Linked DNA regions of Canis lupus: region 2 is linked to region 1. A link is a contact called in public Hi-C data. All regions are on one chromosome and are shown on one strand. Each heading gives the region's core, a stretch centred on a gene start, on an enhancer-like site or on the middle of the called end of the contact. The rest is flanking DNA. Distances are from core to core; before and after follow the strand shown. Region 1 holds the start of WDR19 (WD repeat-containing protein 19). Region 2 overlaps FAM114A1 (protein NOXP20).

Region 1 (2,875 bases), core at 188-2,687:
TTCTTTCCTCCTCTCCCTTTGCACCCATGTTCTCACTCTCTGTCTTAAAAAATATAAATAAATGTATATATATAATTTTAAAATTAAATACCAATCATTAGTCGTTTGGTATGTTAAGGAGATGAAATCCACCTCTATTGGAAACAGAAGTGTATTATAATTACAAGTCCATCCACGTTTCGTGGAGCTTGAAAACACCTTGGGAAAAAAAGGTGTGACCTTTGTGACCAAGTGACCCTGGAACCCCTTCCTGCAAGTGAGGGATCCTTAAACTTCAATTTGACTAGCTTCCGGGTAGACCTCTTCTGGCTGTGATCGTACATCTTAGTTTTCTTCATATACAGTATAGTGCTCCATATACAGTAGACTGAAAAAGCGCTAGCTTCAACACCAGAAAACCAAGGTCTGAATTGTACTTTTTAACTTATGATCAGCTGTAGGGCTTAAAACAAGTCGCTTAAGTTGCCTCAAGCACAAAATTTTCAGTTGCGAACCAAGAGGAATGCCTCCTCCGTGCTGACAACTTCAGAAATCGTGAAAGGCTTTAGAAATGTGAAGTTATGATCGATTACCAGCCTGTCAATTCCAATTTCCACGCTAAGAGCCACAAGGAATCTTCAATTTAAAATTGAACTATCCATTTCTTTGCCAGATCGGGGCGGAGGGCTAAGGCAGTGGTAAAGCAGGGGGGCGAGGGCGCTGTAGCCCAGGGGCCGGGGATGGGGTTCGCCCGAAGCCCAAGCGCAGGAACTGTGCGTGCAGAGGATGATGCTCTCCAGCAGGACCCGCGTGTGCAGGCGCAGATTTCCCCGCGAATTACATCCACGAGCCACTGCGTGATTTGTACATTAGTCACCGGCGATACACTCTGACATTCTTCTTTCGGAAGCTCTTCACTCTTTTTAAACGCTGAGCGGTTGCGCGGCTTGCCAGGGGTTCAGCTGCTTGCGGGGGCCGAGCTTCCCAGCATACCGGTCTCCCCGCCGTGGGTAGTTCGGGGTCTTTTCCGACCCGGTCTGCTCCTTTCGGGCCGTGCCCGGGTTCCCTCCGCCCGCCCCGCTTCAACTCCGTTCGCGGTCCCAGAAATGAGGCCTCCCCTCTCCGCGTTCCCCTCCTCCTTCCTTCAACTTCGCCCCCCCCCCCCCGCCCCAGGTCACCCAGCTCTCTTCGCCATTCCTAGCCCCCCTCGGGAGGAGGGAGGGGGACACAGGCCCCCTCTCCTCAATGTGACGCTCAGCGGGCCCAGCGCCTGTGGTCGCGTTTCCCCGCCGCGCCGGCCCCGGGGTTTGTAAGTTATTTACCTTCATCTCAAGGCTAGAGCGGCCGCGCGATCCGGAAAGTGCGCAGGCGCGGAGAGTCAGCTCCAGGAGGGCTAACGCGTTCCCGTCACCCAGGAGACCGCGCGAGCAGTGACCAATCATGGAGCTCTACCCGGGGGGGCGGAGCCTCGTGGGGCCTCCGCAGGGGCGGACGGGAGGCGTGGACTGGAGTCACGTGACACGCGCGGAGGCGGGCCCCAAATGGTTGTGCGTCAGGAGCTCCGGCCCACCCTCCCTTCCTTCTTGGGCTCTGATTGGACGAGGCCGGGGACGCCCTTAGGACGTCCTGCGTCAACTTCTGCTCCCGGTGCCGAAGTTGTCGATGGCGGCGGGCGGGGGCGCCCGGATTCCAGGCAACGAAAAGGCCCTGAATGTTGCAAGAACCGAGAACGGGGATTTGCTCTTGGGCCAGATACTCGTGCAGAGTACGCGCAGGGAGGACTTGGGCGGGCCTGCGCGTCATCTCTCTCTCTCCTTTCCTTCCCAGGCTTCTGGGCTAGAAGACACAGGATGTGAGAAGTAGTCTTTTTCAAGGCGTTAATAGGCCAACTAAATTGGGCAAGAAAAATGAGCACTGATTGCTTCTCTGTTTAGACTTCGGACCTGGCAGCTTTTCCCCAAATATTATGCCCTGCCATAGATTTGTGCTTCGTTCGTTATGAAAGTACTTCTTTTGCCCAAGTGCCCACCCTTTTTTCTTATCAGCATTAGGTAGGAATCGTATTTGCTTCAAGAAAATGGTTTCAAGGAACTAATGATGGATGTTACCGTTCTTAAGGAGGATACTGTTCCCTTGGCGTCGGGTTTTGTTTAGTTAGTTTAGTTTCAGGTGCAAGACCTGCCCATTATTATTATTATTATTTTTAAGACCTGCCCATTAAAATGAAAATATCATTACTAGGGGATTGAGTGAAAGAGAAAAAGGTTAGAGAAGTAGAAATTCAGAAATTGGCCATCCACTATTTAAAGGAGTGAATGGGACTTTCTAGCTTTAGGGAATGTAAGGGAGACAAAATTTTACCCTCTTAGGGTTTTTCAGCTCGGCCTGAGAATTAGACTAACCTAAGACAGATTAAGGAAGAAAAGCCTACAAATACGTGTTCCTTTTCCTAAGGAAAAGACCCAAAGAAATGACACCTGCGTGCATGCATGCTTTTATATTTGGCTGAACAAAGAGACGCGACTGTGGGAAAGCAACTATAAACTATGGTGAGGAGAAAAAAAAATAATTATGTCAATAAGTTCCGTTTGTATAGACTCTTCAATTTCAGCGTCTCCTTGATGGTAAGAATGCCATTTCTTATGGTACAGGGAGGGTATCTTTCACATGGGAGTTTTTAATCCCCGTTTTCAGGAAGAAAAGAAGATTAGTCTTTTGCATCTGCTATTTTTTAGGTACCGTTAGCTCAAAATAATCCTTATGTCAAAGTAGCTTATTTTGGAGTGGGATATTTTGCCACTCTTCAAGGGAAGTCTACAGAACAGAGATAAAATTAGGCCAGAAAAATGAAAATCAGGAGAGTGCAGACTTTGCCCTGCAAACCAGGGCAGAGCAT
Region 2 (3,059 bases), core at 323-2,822, 230 kb after region 1:
AACAATTTACGCTTCCGTGGAAAACTGCATTTTTTAGAGCATACGTTACCGATTATCTGAGTCTATGGGAGCAATTTCACAACTCTTTAGATTGTAGCTAGCTGATAGCAGTGCAAAATAATTCTTGTCCACAGACATGTGAATAGATTCCGGAGGCAGAGGGGCAACCTCACCTCCTGTGGAAAAACGAGGTTTATGCCCATTTGCACATGCACTGCAAAATTGCACTACTCCATACAAATGTGCGCATTGGCTTTTTCCCTTGAACCACTTGTAACATCTGCTTGGTTCCTTCATTTAATGAAGGGGCTAAACAAATTCTTTAATTCATGTGCATTTTGTATCTGTATATGAGGTATGATTTTGTTTTTAAAAAAATTACCCTTTAACAGTTTAACTGGAAGACTGTCACTGATGACTCCAGGATAACACGAGGAAATAAACACAGATAGTAACTCAGTAATCTGGAGGGAGGGGGATTTCCATCCTGTTTGGTTCTTAGTTGCCTGTTGCATGGCAGATGCCATTTTTCCCTGCCTAGGTGGGCATCAAGAATGTTTCAACCCTTTAAAGTCCAAACTTAGAGGATGTGGCCGAGAGAGAGTAAAAAATCACTTCTCTGTTCTAAAGCTCACTTCCAATTTCCTCTTCTCACCGGAGGGCTTGCTTCCCTCCAGCGATGTCACCAAGATGACCCAGAGCCTCTCCCAGAAGGCTCAGAGGGTGCTGGCCTGTGGTTTCTACTGGAAAAATACCCCAGAGTATAGTCAGCCTGACATTCACACAGAAGAGCTGTATATACAGGAATAATAGTTTTAAACTGCTTACAAGAGTGACTATATAAGTACCATGTGAGTATTTGCTAAATAACCCTCCCTCCCACATAGATACTTGAAAAAAAAAATCTCCAAACTCTGCTGATTTCTGTTATTTCTGTTCTGCTTCTTGAGATCCCAATGGGGGAATGTGAATGGTCAGGGCTGTTAGGAAATTCCCAGGTTTCTGTTTAGGAACAGTCTCAAAAAGAACTTTAACTCCCAGTAAGATGATCCTGCTCTTTGTGCAGGCAATTTAACAAACAGGTGAATAAATCATTACCTAGTCCATAAAACCCCAAAACTTTGCAGTCTGGAAGAAACCTCGATGCTTTGTTTTCACTGGGTGGAAGTGGTGACCTGGCCTGGGGGTAAGGATCACTCTTATTTTGCTGGCCCTCTTCGGGGCTGGGGCGGGGTCATAGCACAGGACAGAGAGGAAATAATATGGAGCATGTGGGAGTCATCAGGCTTTATAATATTTGTGACCCTAGCACAATACTCATGAGGTCCTAAAAATGAGATATTTTAATGGCAGATTTTCTTGTTTCTTTTGTGTGTAAGAAAACACATTGGTGAACATGGTATTTCAAGTGACCATACCTTGCTTTCACTTTCATTGGATAGAATTTCCAGGGCTTCCAGGTGTGACAAACCTTGATACTCATCAAACAGCATCCCATAGTGTGCAGTCCTCTCAGCCGTGAGCTGCTGGGCCAGTCTCTGTTTCTCTTTCTCTTTGGCTTCCCTTAACATCTGCAGAAATACACACAATGTTTGTGCACTAGATCGTGCTCGTAATGAGCGCTTACTCATTTCCTGTGTAAGACGTAGGAGGAGATGAGGGCTGGCTTTGTATTTGTGAAGAGTAGGTTTTAGTCGCTTGGGAATTTCTAACAAAATGACTCTTTCATTGACTCTACCGACAATTTTTACATAATATTCCACTTCAAATTTTACATGTTCATTATGTATGCAACAAAACAAAGCAAAAATTCTCTGCCTGGGAACAGGATTGGAAAGAAGCAACACAGAAGCTGAGCGAACAATGCTTTCCGCCAAAGTGTTTTCCATGTGTGTGATTTTCTTATCTTCTAAAATACCCAAATTTTCCATAATGAGCAAATTGATGTGCACCGGGAAAGTCTCATCTATTGTGACAGGGTTCATTGCAACTTCTGCACCCAGGACGACCTCAGAGCAGCCACATGCTGGTCTGCTTTGATCTGAGTTAACATTATTTTGAAAATTTTATGTGCGTGGTTATTAACCATCTTTGATGAAAAAAATTAATAAAATATAAACTCATCATGCATTCCTCATCAGGTACTGAGTATAAACAAGAATAGGAGCTTATCAGTTCTTGAGAAGGATGACTGTGAACGGCATCCCTCTCCATGCTGATCAAAATTTTTCTCCAGTTTTCTTTTTTGTTGATGACATAAAGAGAACAAAATGAACACGAGTCCCTCAGTCAATCCCAATTTCCTGCCTTTGCTTTCTGTGATTCTAAGCATCTTTTATTTGGTTCCTCATTAAGTTTACTGGGCATTGTGTTTATAGGGTTCTTTAGTATCTAAGGAGAACGCCATAAACACAGTGGCCGCCACAAGTTCACAAGGGAAAGATCAATGGGAGAACAGACTGTGGTTTTTACTGTGGGTCAATAAAACAATCAAGCTCCTTCTCCTTTTGGGTTCCTGAGGCTGGTAGCCAAAAACTCCCTGGGCTGCAGAAAGAATTCTCCCCTCTGTCGGTCTTTAAGACTAAATACGCACAAGCTCTGAATTTTAAAGTTTTCAAAACAACCTCGTCAAATTACCACTGGGGTTTTTTAACACTTAGCAATAAAACCCCACTGTTCCCACTGATCTTTCTGGCTCCGCGATGGTGGTAAAAACGAGACAACTGGACACTGAAATCGCTTCCTTTCCCTATGACAACTCCCATCTCTAAACCTGGGCTTTGGGACTGAGGGGAAGGGATGAAGCGAAGGGGGAAGAAAGGTCGCTCTGCAGTGATTCTGATGCCCTTGAAAAAGCTGCAGGGAAATTAAGGTTGCCTGGAGAAGAACCGTCTTTCCAGGGGAGATGGGCTGAGCACAGGAGCGGCTCTGGCGTGGGAGTCTTCCCGCCTCTGGGCAGCTCTGCAGACTTGCACCTGTGGGCCCCTCCGGGGGGGGCGGGGACCCTGTGCCACGGGGACAGGACAAGGGGCCAGTTCCGGGAGCTGGTGTAGGAACAC

Evidence for each region. Hi-C and Micro-C count contacts between places; a contact is called where the count stands out from the background.
Region 2: a Hi-C map of blood shows a contact between it and region 1, with 5 times the contacts expected there. The contact joins the enhancer-like site here to the promoter of WDR19 in region 1. A contact is called at or near these places in 3 of 9 Hi-C or Micro-C datasets (amygdala and blood).

What each region holds. Positions count from the first base shown.
Region 1 is chr3:73,798,810-73,801,684 of UU_Cfam_GSD_1.0, forward strand. It overlaps WDR19 (WD repeat-containing protein 19), which reads right to left and starts at 1,438. Exons shown (of 37, transcript XM_038533468.1): 1 at 1,302-1,438. The coding sequence starts at 1,421.
Region 2 is chr3:74,024,064-74,027,122 of UU_Cfam_GSD_1.0, forward strand. It overlaps FAM114A1 (protein NOXP20), which reads right to left. Exons shown (of 14, transcript XM_038533481.1): 7 at 1,419-1,571. Among named protein-coding and RNA genes, the nearest start is that of MIR574, 42 kb to the right of the region's middle. Within about 2 kb of position 1,573, at least 10 of the 20 cell types and tissues checked have an H3K27ac peak or open chromatin away from gene starts, as enhancers often do. A contact at or near this core is called in blood, where this site is marked.